Regions from separate parts of the Zea mays genome. Here region 2 is linked to region 1. A link is a contact called in public Hi-C data. All regions are on one chromosome and are shown on one strand. Each heading gives the region's core, a stretch centred on a gene start, on an enhancer-like site or on the middle of the called end of the contact. The rest is flanking DNA. Distances are from core to core; before and after follow the strand shown. Region 1 holds the start of LOC100273087. Region 2 holds the start of LOC103647333.

Evidence for each region. Hi-C and Micro-C count contacts between places; a contact is called where the count stands out from the background.
Region 2: a Hi-C map of leaf shows a contact between it and region 1, with 7 times the contacts expected there. The contact joins the promoter of LOC103647333 here to the promoter of LOC100273087 in region 1. A contact is called at or near these places in 2 of 25 Hi-C or Micro-C datasets (ear and leaf).

The regions. Positions count from the first base shown.
Region 1 is chr2:176,202,881-176,210,336 of Zm-B73-REFERENCE-NAM-5.0, reverse strand. LOC100273087 reads right to left here and starts at 3,889. Exons shown (of 2, transcript NM_001147536.1): 1 at 3,523-3,889; 2 at 1-81. The coding sequence starts at 3,816. It overlaps LOC100278146 (Protein SMG7), which reads right to left. Exons shown (of 8, transcript XM_008671874.4): 8 at 5,591-6,129.
Region 2 is chr2:176,740,618-176,748,073 of Zm-B73-REFERENCE-NAM-5.0, reverse strand. It overlaps LOC103647333, which reads left to right and starts at 4,885. Exons shown (of 11, transcript XM_020548471.2): 1 at 4,885-5,474; 2 at 6,585-6,714; 3 at 6,806-6,908. The coding sequence starts at 5,283. It also overlaps the pseudogene LOC103649104 and the pseudogene LOC103649105.

The DNA.
Region 1 (7,456 bases), core at 2,640-5,139:
GTCTGGGTCTTCCAGCTCGAGGTTCAAGTTGAGCTCGCTGCTGGTGCCCTTTTTGGTGGTGCTTTGCGCCTCCCCTGCAGCCTGAAATATATGATACCAACATATGAGTTTTGTGCTGTTCAAGAGAGAAGTTGGTTCACATACGATGGAACTTATCAACAAGGCTGTAAAAACTTATCGAAACCAGAATCGCTTGCACCCTTTTACCACCTTATTATTAACTTTGCCAAAGTGGAATAGAGGTTATTAGGAGAGATCCAAATTCCAAACAGTACCATACAACACAGAGCTTTACGGATAAAACCAATTGGAGATTTTCAGTGAACAAACATTCACATCTCCAACAGGAAAACAAGAATTCAAGGTCTCATGAGCACACCGCAGTCCATCCCACTTCCCATCCACAGATCAACTTCTCCTCATCATCCCTGCTACCAGCACTTCCGTAGGGGCCGCCTTTCTTATCTACGCGAGCGCCCACCGTTGTAGACACTGCCCGCGCGCCCATCGGTTTGAACATTTCGCACTTCAGCAAGCTCGACTTCTTCACCTACGACGGCAAGGACACCCTGAATTGGCTCAACCATTGTGAGTTCTTCTGTGGGCAGCGTACACTCGCCTCATATCAGGTATGGCTCGCTTCCCACCACCTCGCGGGTGCGGTCCAGACATGGTACTATGCCTTGGAGCAAGATGAGGGCACCATTGTGAGAACGATTCAAGGATCTTTGCTATTTGTGGTTTGGCCCAACCATCGGCAACAATCGTCTCGACGAACTGTCGAGGCTCCCCTTCCACACCAAAGCCTAGGATTACCAAGAGCGTTGTGTAAAACGTCGAATGTTTTGCCGGTCCAAAAGACCGACCTCTTCATTGGGGGTCTTCTGAAGCTCATTCGGGTCAACGCCGAACTCTAGGAATCCCAAGACATGCAGACCTCTTCATTGGGGGTCTTCTGAAGCTCATTCGGGTCAACGCCGAACTCTAGGAATCCCAAGACATGCAGACCTCTTCATTGGGGGTCTTCTGAAGCTCATTCGGGTCAACGCCAAACTCTAGGAATCCCAAGACCTGCGACCATGCACCTAGCACTCTAGCACGAGCCTATGAGCGCCCGCCGCAGCCACCATGCCAGCCTTGGTGTTGCGGGTCTCCCTGCCTCCCCAGCGCCCATCATTGGTGCTAACAACCCCACAATGTGTAACTATTGCGGCTATGGCCGCGCCTATGCTGCCTGCACCACTTCCAATGGCCGCCCTACCTGCTCCCTCGCACCAGTTCTACCACCTTACAGTGATCGGATGACCGAGCATTGTCGTCAAGAGCTATGTTACAACTGTGATGAATCATAAGGTGGGGCCACCAGTACCAACATTTGTTCTATCTTGAAGACACCAACTACCTGCTTGACAAGGTACCCGATGACACAAGCGGTGAGGTGGTCCTTGAGGACAGGCCCGATGCCGCAGTCGTCTCCATCCACGCCATCCTTGGCATGCATTGAGGACACCATGCACCTCCACGCCTACATCCATGTCATCAGCTCCTTGCCCTCCTAGATGGTGGCTTGACCCACAACTTCATCAATGTCGAGGTCATGCGTCACATCGGACTAGCAACGATGAACAAAACCAACATGCGAGTCATGGTGGCCAATGGTGTTTCGAGGGCATGGCACGCAATGTGGCCATGCACACCGGTCAGTGTTCACCATCAGCTACTTCAGGTTCAACCAGGGTGGCAACCTTGTCCTAGACATCGACTACCTCTGAACCTTGGGGGGCATCCTGTGTAACTTTGAGGCCCTCAGCATGGCATTTTGAAGAGGTAACAACCGCATCCTCATTCAGTGGTGTGGCCTACCCAACGACGACACCACTTGGGAGCTGCTTCAGCAATTCAAGGACCTCTACCCGACATCCAGCTCGACAATGACTTGTTCGAAGAGGCAGGGAGAGATGTTTTTGAACGATGACACCTATATACGTCGGGATCGCCATGCAAACAATTAGAAATGAAATGCCAAAGAATTTTTTAGATATTTTGCATTTGTTTCCATAAAATAGGATCATGATTGATTCTTGACTAGGATCATGATTGATTCTTGATTAGAAGGTTTCCATAAAATAAGGATTGCTTACTTAGGGTCAAGTAAGACTCTACATAAAGAAAAGACATATCAATCTAAGCAAGCAAGACAATTATGTTGCTCGGCCTCAACCATCGATCACGTACCCATACAACTTACGCAGCCATGCTAGGATTCCAGATCCTATCAGAGATAGACTATGGGATTTATTTTAACTTCCGACTGAAATTCGCACCCATGGAGCGTCAATACTACTTAGACCACCAAACCAACTCAACTAGACACCTTCGAAAACTGGTAGAAAAAACTCGACAGGGGAGGGAAAGACCGCCCTCTCGATATTATATTAAGAAGAGACCGAAACATGATCCCGGTCGAGAAAATCCCCGAACCCTGGCCGTAACCGCTAACTCTCAAACAGCCCACCCGAAGGGTGCACGCAGGACGTAACCCGGGAGCGGATGCCGGACAGGACACAACGAGGAATTTTTTTTAACCAAGCCAGAAATTCGCCCCCGAGGGGATCGAACCTAGGACCTTGAGGTGCTACTCGGAAGCCTTAACCGTTACACTAGAGGCCCTTTCGCTCAAAAACTGGTAGAAATCAGCAAAAACTATGCAGGAGAAATTACACGCCCACACTAGAAGATGGAACCACACACCACAAATGAATTCATTAAACCCAACCCCTTGACACAACCCAGCTTCAACTCAATGTGCGACATCTAAATGCCCCCAAGCAATAGGTACATTCCCCATTAGACATCAACAAAAAAAATATGGCTAACGACTAATATGCAAGCATATATTAGGTGCAAGCAGACTTTTTGTCTGTTAGATCTAAATCCGACGGTAGATACAATTGTGGTTTGTTAGGGGTTTTTTATAAAGGTACATCAAGTGGTGTGGAAGTGTTTAAGTGCTAACTAACAAAGTAAAATATCTGTTGCACGCTTTCACCTAGCATATGAGCCTATCGTATCATGAACCAACCACCCCGACAGGATTTGAACCCGTTTGTCAACATTTCTTGGATACATTTTCAATTCCACAATTCGTGTACCACAGTACTGCATGGACCCCCCCCTCCCCCCTTTTAATCGGCAGAAGCTAAATCTAGCACACAGCACAAATGAACTCGTTAAACCCTAACCCAACCCTTTTATAACTCAATAAGGCCCAAAATCTAATTGGTGTAACGAAAATGTACAAATCACAATCCACGAAATGGTACTTGCTAGAATAAACCTCCAATCCATCCCAGAAAAATTCACATTGTCCATCAATCGTACGTTTGTGCGAACAATCGAATCCCGAAACCAACCAACAACATCCAAGTTCTCTAATCTCTGTACCAAATTCAACCAACCAGAGCAGAAAAATCAATCATATAACCCGAATCAACTCAGTTTTCCGAAGCCGGGAAACCTCACCGGGACGTAGCGCCGCCTGCAGGTGGAGGCCCCCGCAGCAGCGAGCTCCATGCCCCCGTCGGTGCCTCCCCCTCCTCCTGAGCAACCATTCACCGGCGTCCATCTAAACAGAACCACCTTGTTGTCTCCTCGTGAGCTCCCTCCCCCGGACCCGGCGGTGCCGGTGCCGGTACCGGTGAGGGGCACCCAGGCCTTGCGCCACTTCCGGACGGGCCCACTGAAGGAGGCAGCACTGCTGCTGATGGGCCCGTATCGCGTCGAGGAGCGACTCAGGCGGGGAGCCACCGTGTCCATAGTCCCCTCGTGTGTGGCGGGCGCAGGCGCGCCGCAGCGACGTGCTCCGGCGTGGCGGAGTGAGAGTGGCGAGGGCCGAGGAGAGAAGAGAGGTGGCGAGCCGTCGAGATATGTAAAAAGGGAACGTATCAGGTGCTACGGTGCTCACGTGCACATTTTAAATCTAAAACGTTCATCCAACGTCTAACAGAAATATCAATTTTATAAAGAACCCATTTCACCTTCCTCACTTGATAGGAGAGGTTCTTAATCAAATTAACTGTAGTCACTGGATGTGAGATATATGTCTCAGATTTAAAATATGCACTTGAACACCATACCTCTTTGAGCTTACTTGGTGGGAGGAGTTCTTAATCAAATTAACTGCAGCCATTGAATATGAGATGGATGTCTCAAATTTAAAATGTGTATTTGAGCACCGTAACCTTTAAGCATCAGATATGTTTCCAATGTAAAAAGGGAACGATGGAAACGAATATAATTCCTTCTTTTCTCAATGGAGAAGACATATTCGTGTCTGATCGGTGGGAACTTCTTTATGATCAATTTTTCTCTTAAACTAAAATTGTATAACACAGAAATAGAAAAAATACTCCCTCAATTTTAAATTACAATTTGTTTGACGTTTTCAACCTCAATTTTGACCACCGATTTTATTAAAAAATTTAATGTAAAAATGAAAAAGTCATATATAAAGTATATTTGATAATAAATAAAATTACAATGCTTTTCTTTATTTTCTCACAAATTTTTGAATAATGATGAGGGGTCAAAAGTTAGGATTAAAAAAATCAAAACGAATTGTAAATTGAGACGGATGTAGTATATAATTTAAAAGTATGTCACATACAATCCTATATAAATACTAGTTAATTCTTAACCTTTATACTAGACAGTTGTTCGTGTTTTGCTGCGGATGTTATATATCATACAAATAGGTATGTGTTGTTTGATGGTTAGTCCTAAATTTCTAGAGTATAAGACGTGTTTGAGTGCTTGCTTTACACTTACGTGTAGCACGGAGGGTGAAACCCAAATTAGGTTCTTAATAGATTCATCCTTTAAAAAACAAAAAAAATACTTTTATCAATTGAGACATGTAAACCCACAATCAATCACTATTATTGACTAACTTAATTTGCCTGTATAAAACATGTGATAATCTAGTGTTATTATTAATCACTTTAAATCTAATAGAATACTAGATGCTTTCAGTGTTCATGTATTTTGATAAGCGTCTTCTAAATTTTGGGACCAGCATGATACAGTGATATATGTTCATTAAGGACTATAGTAAACATTACTCTTAATTTATGCACAGCTGGTTGGCGTCTTATAAGAGTGCAGCCTGCAGGATATATTCACAGACAGTGATGTAAGTTTAAGGACTGTAGTAAGCTTTGCTCTTGATTTATATACAGTTGCACGATGTCTTATAAACCTGCATATGCATATTCACATTGGCACACTAAAGAACCACGATGGAAGTAATTTCTCGATTTGGTGTGTGCGTGCAGGAAACCAATAGCACAGCTGGCCGTCATTAACTGGATCAACATTCTTTTATAATTGAATACACAAGATGACAAAGTTTACTCACATTCATCGTATGAACCGAATTAGGGGCTCACGTGACTAGAGGAAGTTGCTGACATAGAAATGGGCAGTTCGAACTGGAGAAGTATTTACTACAGTGGCTCGGTGATTCAATCTACCATGCCAATTTGCAAGTTGGGGTAGGCTAAATTGACTATTGTTCCAAAATCAATGAGCATAATAGAAACATACAAGATATTCAGTCAAATCATAGACTTTTGTAGGTAGCACCGAGGGTTGGTCCATACAGTTCCAGCAAACATATAGCCATATAGAAGCCACACAAATAACATGACAAACTGTTCCAAACGTTTAATTGCAACTTGCAACTAGCGCGACAGCAACATGACACATTGTTTCCGAAAGGAAAGGAACAATATAACTAGACGCAGTAACTTATACTTAAGAAACTACTTGGCAACATGCTCGTTGTTCCTCAAACTTTTTATTCTTAGATAGCGTAGCCCAACTGACATCCACACTGAATGGACTTTTAGTTGCGGCAGCAACCGCCCACTGACACCATTCTTGTAGCTACATGTCCAACGAGAGATGAATCATATGGTCCGTGCGGAGCGCCTATAATCACTGGATTCGAGTTTGTTTCATTAACCCTTTGTGTCAGCGTTGAAGACCTCGTATAATTCATCCCCATCAGACTGCCGACAGATCAATCATCCTCCACTCCCTCTTTGTCCCAGAAGATGGTGGCAATCCCTGTAAATTGCAAGCCAACCAAATAAGTGTATACGCAGATATATGATCCACGAGAGCGTTAACCAACATAACAGAATGCATTGAATGAATTTTGCAAATCTACAGCAACATTATCTAAAAATCTAGGCAAGCTCTGTATTCCTAAAAAATGACTGTTCACCATTCCCGTGCACTCAGCACAGTAGTCCATCCAATTGGAATTAGTCTAAATAAGGTTTATTATCGAAATATAACAATACAAGTCATTTAAGAAATATATTCATCACTCTACGCACCGGTGATGCTATATGGTGCTGAATGTTGGCCGACAAAAAGGCAACATGTCCAACAAGTCAACAACTGAGATGCGCATGTTACTTTGGTTTTGTGAGCACACAAGGGATAGAGTCCAAAACGAAGATATCTAGGATAGGGTCGGGGTGGCACCAATTGAGGAGAAATTGATTCAACATCGGTTGAGATGGTTTGGACATGTCCAAAGGAGACCTCCTGAGGCGTGCGTAGAGGAATTTTAGAGCGGGTCAATAATGTAAAAGAGGTAAGGGTCGACCTAAAATGACTTGGGACGAGACGGTTAAGAGAGATCTTAAGGAGTGGAATATCTCCAAGGAATTAGCTAATGATAGGTGCGCTTGCAGACAAGCAATCAATAATCCCGAACCATGATCTTTGCCTTTTTCCTTAACTCTATTGTCTCTCTTTCACCCTTTCGATGTTTTTCCGTATCGCTGTTTCTTGTGAGTTTCATCTCTAGCCTACCCCAACTTGCTTGGGACAAAAGGCTAGGTTGTTGTTGTTGTACCTCTTAAATGATTAAATGATGTTCCAACTTGCATAAATAAATCCAATCGCTCTAATCCCTCTCAATACGATAGAAACAGATTAAGTTCAGAAATAAAAGAAGAAAACCAACTCCAATTTAATCGATCTAGACCCTTATACTCCTGAACACCCAAGTACATATAAAATCAAGAACATTGGCTGTACTTTGTATAAATGTTAAATACTATAATACAATTTAATGTCATTTATAAATTTAGTAATTATAACTAATTACTATGCTCCCGAACAATCACATAAATGTCGTTGAACTAAAACAATCCCTGGTGTAAGATACCACAAAAACTGTTGACAATAGCAGTATAATGGGATGGATTAATTCTTGGCACTAAAGGAAAGTGGACTTAAAGATCTTAGCCCATTTTACAGCTGCATCTAGAAGCAAACAACCAGATAAACTGCAGAAGTACTTCAAGCAATTTTAAGATATTAAGTCATCTCCCATTGAATACATCAAATTCAAAAGAACAAAAAAGAAGTGGAAACA
Region 2 (7,456 bases), core at 3,636-6,135, 540 kb before region 1:
TCTTTGTCTGTAGGATGCAAAGACTCTTCGAAGAAACTTTGTGATTGATCTTTTAAGTTACGAGGACAATTCGTGCCGATATGCCATCCCTGCAAACATACAACAAAGACTTGTCGATATCGCTAAAAAGGATTAGCTGATTAGTGAACAGTTGTCGACACATTTGTCTGTAACTAATTTGTGTGATATTGATAATGTTTTCCACACGTATTTTGCATATTATAGTGATGTGTGTTGCTCCGTATCAATGTTTCATACAAATCTTTTACTTCCATCGCAACGCACGGGCACATATCTAGAATATATATTGTTATCGTGTTATTGTACTGTTCCGTTGCATATTATAGTGATGATAGTGCAAAGTGTGTTAAAAGGTAAGGGCAGCCATAATGTACAGTGCTGTAGTTGTATGTTTCATTTCTTTCTCTAATAAGTATTATATCATTTGATCAAGATCAAGTCAGTTTATGTTTGGGCAGGTTATAATGTTTTTGCCTTTTTATCTATTGTAGAGACACTTTCTACACGAAGCAAGCTTTCTATTGGTGTTGTGTGTCCATACAATGCTCAAGTTAGAGCAATACAAGAAAAGGTTGGGAAGGCCTGCAGGAGGAATGATTATTTCTCAGTGAAAGTAAAATCTGTGGATGGTTTCCAAGGCGCGGAGGAAGATATAATTATCATATCAACAATCAGGAGTAATGGAGCTGGTACAGTTGGGTTTCTATCAAACTTACAGAGGACTAACGTGGCTCTAACAAGGGCCAAGTAAGTTCTGCACCGAGCATTTAAATTTCACTTCAATTACTTCATAATCTTTTATCTGGTGCATGATAATAAAAACTGTTTGTAAACCTTTGTTGTACATGCCCAGATTGGGGAAGACTTTACCAACCCTCCATCTGCGCGACTACTTTGGACAGAACATAATCACCCAATTGCATCCAAATTTGCAGAAGATTAAACTGAACAGGTTGTATGTCATCCAAACACTAGCAGTAACGGACATAAGAATGTTTTAGGAAGTTTCTTTTATGAATATTGTTAAAAAGCAGGAGCCATCCACCTTTATTTCCTTCTTTTCTCCATGTCCAAATTGTGATACTGCTGGAATAATAAATTTGATTAGAAATGACTTCGAAACTTATCTTTTCTTCTCAATATGATCAATAGAACTAAACTTGTACTTCTGAACACATTTGGTACTTAAACATTTTTATTTCATGTGTTATCTTTAATGAGATAAAACATATCTTGTCTTCATGTCAGGCTCATGCGGTGAAAATGGGAGAAAGCCACACACACCATCTGCTATTGTTATTGGTGGTGGGTTTACAGGTCTTGCTGCTGCTGATGCGCTCAGAAATGCATCCTTCCAGGTATTTTTCAGTGTTACTTCTTGTCATGTTTGTGTGTTGGTGATGCAATCATATTTATTTGAGAAAAATGAAAAGATCCTTTTGTGATGCATTTCAGGTTATTCTTCTGGAATCTCGTGATAGAATTGGTGGCAGAGTTCACACTGACTACTCTTTTGGGTTTCCAGTCGATTTGGGAGCATCTTGGTGAGTTCCATTCTTTTGAACTTTCACCATGTGCCCAAAAGTTCATCTTGAAGGAATGCATTGAGTGTTTTTTTCATCATTTCTATTGAGAAGGCTTCATGGCGTCTGTGAAGAAAATCCCTTGGCACCAATAATTGGAAGGCTTGGACTTCCACTGTACCGCACAAGTGGAGACGATTCTGTGCTGTTTGATCATGATCTGGAGAGGTAAAACTTTGCATTAGGCTGAATTGTGCTTTGAGAGATGATGGGGGCTAATGATGGCCGCTAACTTGTTCTATTGCCTTCAGCTATGCACTCTATGACACTAATGGACGTCAAGTACCACAGGAGTTGGTAGAAAAGATTGGGAAGGTGTTTGAGACCATACTGGAAGAGGTATTCCCCCCTTTCAATTAGTGGTGTGTCAGTGCCTGTTGATTTTAGGTAGTTTCTATTATTTGATTTACCCACAACACTTCTGTGCACAGACTAGCAAATTGAGGGAAGGAACCAATGAAGATATGTCTATCGCAAAAGCCATTGCAATTGTTATGGATAGAAATCCACAGTTGAGGTTTGTACTAATCTACTTCCTGCCTTTGTTCACTGTTCAACACAAACATACCAGTCATTTTAACAGTGGGTTTTCCATGTGTTCACTACAGGCAAGAAGGGATTGCTCATGAAGTTCTTCAGTGGTATTTGTGCCGTATGGAGGGTTGGTTTGCCACTGACGCAGATTCAATTTCACTACAGGGCTGTGATCAGGTATGTTTCTTTTTCTTACAATCTGGCCAGTATACTTGCACATTGTGAAATTATTGTGCCTTATGCATGATAATGTTGATGGGATGCAGGAGGTGCTGCTTCCAGGTGGCCATGGCCTCATGGTTCGTGGATATCGTCCAGTTATAAATACTCTTGCAAGAGGCTTAGATATACGTCTCAACCATAAGTATGCATAATATATCCTTTTTATTATCAATTTGTATTCAATAGTTGTAGTTTCACTTTCATCAACCATTGCTCCAGCACCGACCCTTGTTCTTTGTTCTTCAGGGTTTTGGAAATTGTTCGCCACCGGAACAAGGTAGAGGTTACTGTAAGCAGTGGCCAAACGTCCGTTGCGGACACTGCAGTGGTCACTGTTCCCTCACCTTGGAAAAAGGGCAGAGCAGGGAAAAAGGGCAGCAGCAGCTGTGGCTATGAGGACAAAACTGACTGGGGAACTGAGGTAATGACTCCTGAAGTTATAACTTTGTAACATCAGTGTTGCTGATGCTTGTGCTATTACTTGCTAAGAAATGTCGAGATATGAATTGATGTTTCCTTGTCTGGTTTGCTCATAAAACCTTTGATTTTGTGATAAATACCTAATCTGTTGTTGGAAATGATATATTTGTTATTGAATTGAAGAGAAAGAAATGTTTATTAATTGTAAGTCTTTAATATGGTGCACTGCAGATTGGGTGGATCTATTGTTCTGTTACAGAAGACGTTCTCACCGGATTCAAGATGCATGCTCGAGGCTGGCGATCAATCTACTGCATGCCTAAGCGACCAGCTTTCAAGGGATCTGCTCCTATCAACCTTTCGGATCGTTTGAATCAAGTGCTTCGGTGGGCTCTTGGTTCCATTGAAATTCTTTTCAGCAGGCATTGTCCCATATGGTATGGCTATGGAGGCCGGCTTAAATTCCTGGAGAGATTTGCTTATATCAACACAACAATTTATCCACTCACATCAATCCCGCTCCTCCTGTACTGCATATTGCCAGCAGTTTGTCTTCTCACTGGGAATTTCATCATCCCAAAGGTAAAGCGCACACATTAATGTACTGTGCAGGAAGATTTGCAAAGAATTGATTCTGACTGCTCTTATTTTCTCGAATGCAGATTAGTAACCTAGAGAGTGTTTGGTTTATATCGCTCTTTATCTCAATCTTTGCCACTGGTATCCTTGAGATGAGGTGGAGTGGTGTTGGCATTGATGAATGGTGGAGGAACGAGCAGTTCTGGGTCATTGGTGGTATTTTCTGCACATTTATTTGCCACTGATGAAGAAGGTGATTTTGCCGAGCTCTACATGTTCAAGTGGACAACGCTTCTGATCCCACCAACCACTATTTTGATCATCAACCTGGTCGGCGTGGTCGCTGGCATTTCCTACGCAATCAATAGCGGTTACCAGTCATGGGGACCTCTTTTCGGGAAGCTCTTCTTTGCGTTCTAGGTGATTGTCCACTTGTACCCCTTCCTCAAGGGCCTCATGGGGAAGCAGAACCGCACACTATGTCTTCGCATGTTTTTTTTGAATATATATTTTTTATAAATAACTGCAAATATAGATGCTGTTGGATTTAGATCTAACGGAGTAAAATATCTGCTTACACGTTTTCACCTATGTAACCATTATATATTAATATTTTGTATGTTGTTGTAACCCATCCCCACTCTTAGACCCTCATTAATGTGAACAATAACAAGGAATGGATGCCCAGGAATCAAGCTCATGCTGCTTAGGTGTATGGGAGGATAACGAGATGTGTAGTGCTCTTCAAGTGTGCAAGTGCGTCTATGAACTGTATGGTTCTTTGATTTTTGTTGTTCGCTGAGGTGCAAAGTAGGAAGAAAATGCGGCCCTAATCTTACAAGCGGGGAATGTATCATTTTTTGGTGCAACTAAAATATGTGGTGTTATTTTTTGTGTACTAACAATTTGTTGAATATTTTGTATACCGTTGCAACGCACGGGCATCTACCTAGTAGATCTTAAGGCTATAGATCTAAATACAAAGGAAGCACAATCCAAAGACCGTTAGTACAACATCAATGTTAAACATTTTTAAAATACTTTTTTTATTTCTTATATACATACACGCATACACGTATATACGCTCCTATTGGCGAGATAAGGTTGTAGTTGCCGTATTATTATTGCACTCTGTTTGTTAAACGAGATGCATGAAAGATAATAAGGTCCTGTTTGTTTATCTTATAAATTATTATTTAAATTAAATTACGATGGAATGGTAGAAAGGTAAATATCACTTTTGGGATTAATAGCTTATTTTAATTTATTTATGATGACAAAGTGACAATTCACTCCTCTACTATTTCACCATAATTCAATTTAGGAGGCACCCTAAATCTATGCGTTTCATGCGTGGCGTACGGCGGTGGAAACCTAAACTACAGTACAGATACAGATGCAGCAAAAAATACAAATGTTTAAATTGGTAAACTTTTGCAACTTTTGCGGGTCAAGTTATTTCAGAATTTATTTTAAACATACTACTACGAATACAAATGCAACTACGTGTATGCCCGTACGGATACGTACACGTACAGTTACTCAACCGCCGCTTCGGGCCCGACCTGTCTCCCTCTCCCGGCCCTCGACGCTCTTCCTCTTTCTTCCTCCTCGCGTCCTTCTTCCCTCGCTTCCGTTTCCTTTCAAACCCTAAGTCCGATTACCCGTTCAAAACCCTAATCCTAGCTCCCCAGCCTCCTCCCCACTGCGTCCCCACACTGCTCCGCGTCATACCTCGCGACTTCCGCGCCCCCGCGCGCCCGGCCCTCCCACTCGGCCCTCGCGGACCTAGGGTTTCTCCCGGGCCGGAGCTGCTCGTTCGTTCACTGCCTTTGGGCGAGCCGGTGCGGGCGGGTGGTTGGGCGAGGAGGTGGTGGGCGGAGATGAGATGAGGTTGCAGCGGCTGTGGGGGCGGTGTGAACTATGAGTAGGCTCTCGTTCAGGCCGCGGCCGCTCGACATCCATAAGAAGCTCCCCATCCTCAAGTCTGTGCGGGAGTTCGAGGATGAGGAGCCAGGGGTCGCGCCGCTTTCTTCTGCGAGGGCTGGGGTGCTGCTGCGGCACTCAGGAACTGAGCTCCCCGCGTCTGGGGCGAACAAGACGACAGAGGGCGAGGTATTTTGCAGCTTCAGTTTGAGCTTCAGCAATGTTAAATGATGGACCTTATTACCTCATAGTGTTTGTTTCTGTGTTGAAGTGACATGAATTGAGCTTTCTTCTGTGCTTGAATCCTCATTTCACCAACTAAGCTTTCACAATGTGCGTCATGTGTCTGTACTGTTTGCTGTAGTTGTTGTCTTAGTGACCATAGGCCCATAATGAAAATGTGAAATGAAACTATGAAAGGGACCTGATTAGACTGCAGGTTGTAATATCATGTAATCACTCCAATCCTAATGATGTTCGGACATGCCAATTAAAGTTTACTAGCATATCGATAACATGCAGCGTGACTAAATTTACGTGGATAATGTAACAAAGTATCTCTTAGGGCCTGTTTGGATCCTATGAGTTGAAACCAATATGTAGAAAGTGCTTCCCATTTCATTATTAGATTACTTTCCAGCTCCTCTCAATTCTTGGGAACCAACCATGGCCTTATGTTAAAATTAGCTAGAAGTAAGGCTTTTCTGGTGGAATGATACAGGCTGTATCCTTAATAGCTTGTTACACACATTTCTTTATGAACCTATCAATACCACTCACCTTTAGGTCCAAAGAGTCGTTAGTGAAGTTGTTGCTGTTCATACTTTCATTTGTGTACACCACATTTATAAAAGGTCAAACCTTTATCAATTAATCTATTTTGAACTCATTGTCTGGTTCTCTTAACTGGAATTTGGATACACATGGGTTGTTATTTTTTGGACAATAGTTCAGATATTGACATATTGTACACTAATTTGTTGGTGCGCATTTCCAACAAAATTATTTTTATCTCCGTCTAATTGAAACAATAGTGATGTTTTATTGTGCCCTTTTTCTTAAATGTCTTGTCCTTGGAAGAATTCAAAATCGTTACTTTGCTAGGTTTATCTGATTGTATATATTTCTGATCAGTTTAAATTATGTATGGGCTATTCTGCTGTTACAAGAAAACATAGTCTGATGTGGGCTTCTCTAACTCCCTCACCTAAACCAATATGTCCACGGTACATCTAGTGGACTGCTACTATTTGTTTCAAAGGATGCTGGAAAAAGGAATTATATCACTCTACTCTGCAGGGAAGTCAAGCACCCAGTAAGAAAAATGCCCAAGAAATACCTACACCGCAGTTTGATGCTGTGGACACATATGAAAGGGACTATACTCGCACCTTTGCACAACCGACATCTTATATACGTGGAAGAGGAGGTTTCTTTCTTGTTACTTCCCTGGGGATGCATTCTTTTCTTGTTAAACTTACACTATTATGTTTATTACTAAGAGTGCTCAATATCTGCAGCCAGAGCTGAGATCGGTGAATTTGTCGAGTATGACCTGGACAATGAAGATGAGGAGTGGCTTGAAGAATTCAATAACGAGCGGAAGAATATAAACCCTGAAAAGTAAGAGAACACTATTGAACTAGATAACTTAAGAATATATATAAATTAATAAATACATTGTCTTAAATAAACTGGTTGACTTGTTAAAGGACCTAAGGATGGAATTTAACTTGTGGTTAGAGTATACACCATGTGCATAGAATATTAGAGCGAACTTGAGACTTATGGACCACTTCTTCCATTCTAAATGTTTTGTCTTTCCTAGATACATTGTATTTACTATGTGTTTATACAGTGTATATCTAAGTGCATAGCAAGCTATGTATCTAAAAAAGCCATAACATGATTTCGAATGGAGGGACTATATGTTTTCAGGCTATTTTAATTTTGTCAATTGAGGTCGGCATATCCAACAACTAAGCGTTGCAGAGATGCATATGTTGCGTTGGATATGTGACTACACAAGATTGGACCGAGTGAGAAACGATGACATACACGATTGGCTAGGAGTAGCGCTAGTTGAAGAAAAGCTTATTCAACACTAGTTGAGATGGTTTGGGCATGTCCACCGGAGACCCCCCAGAGGCACCAGTGCACATAGGCGTCAT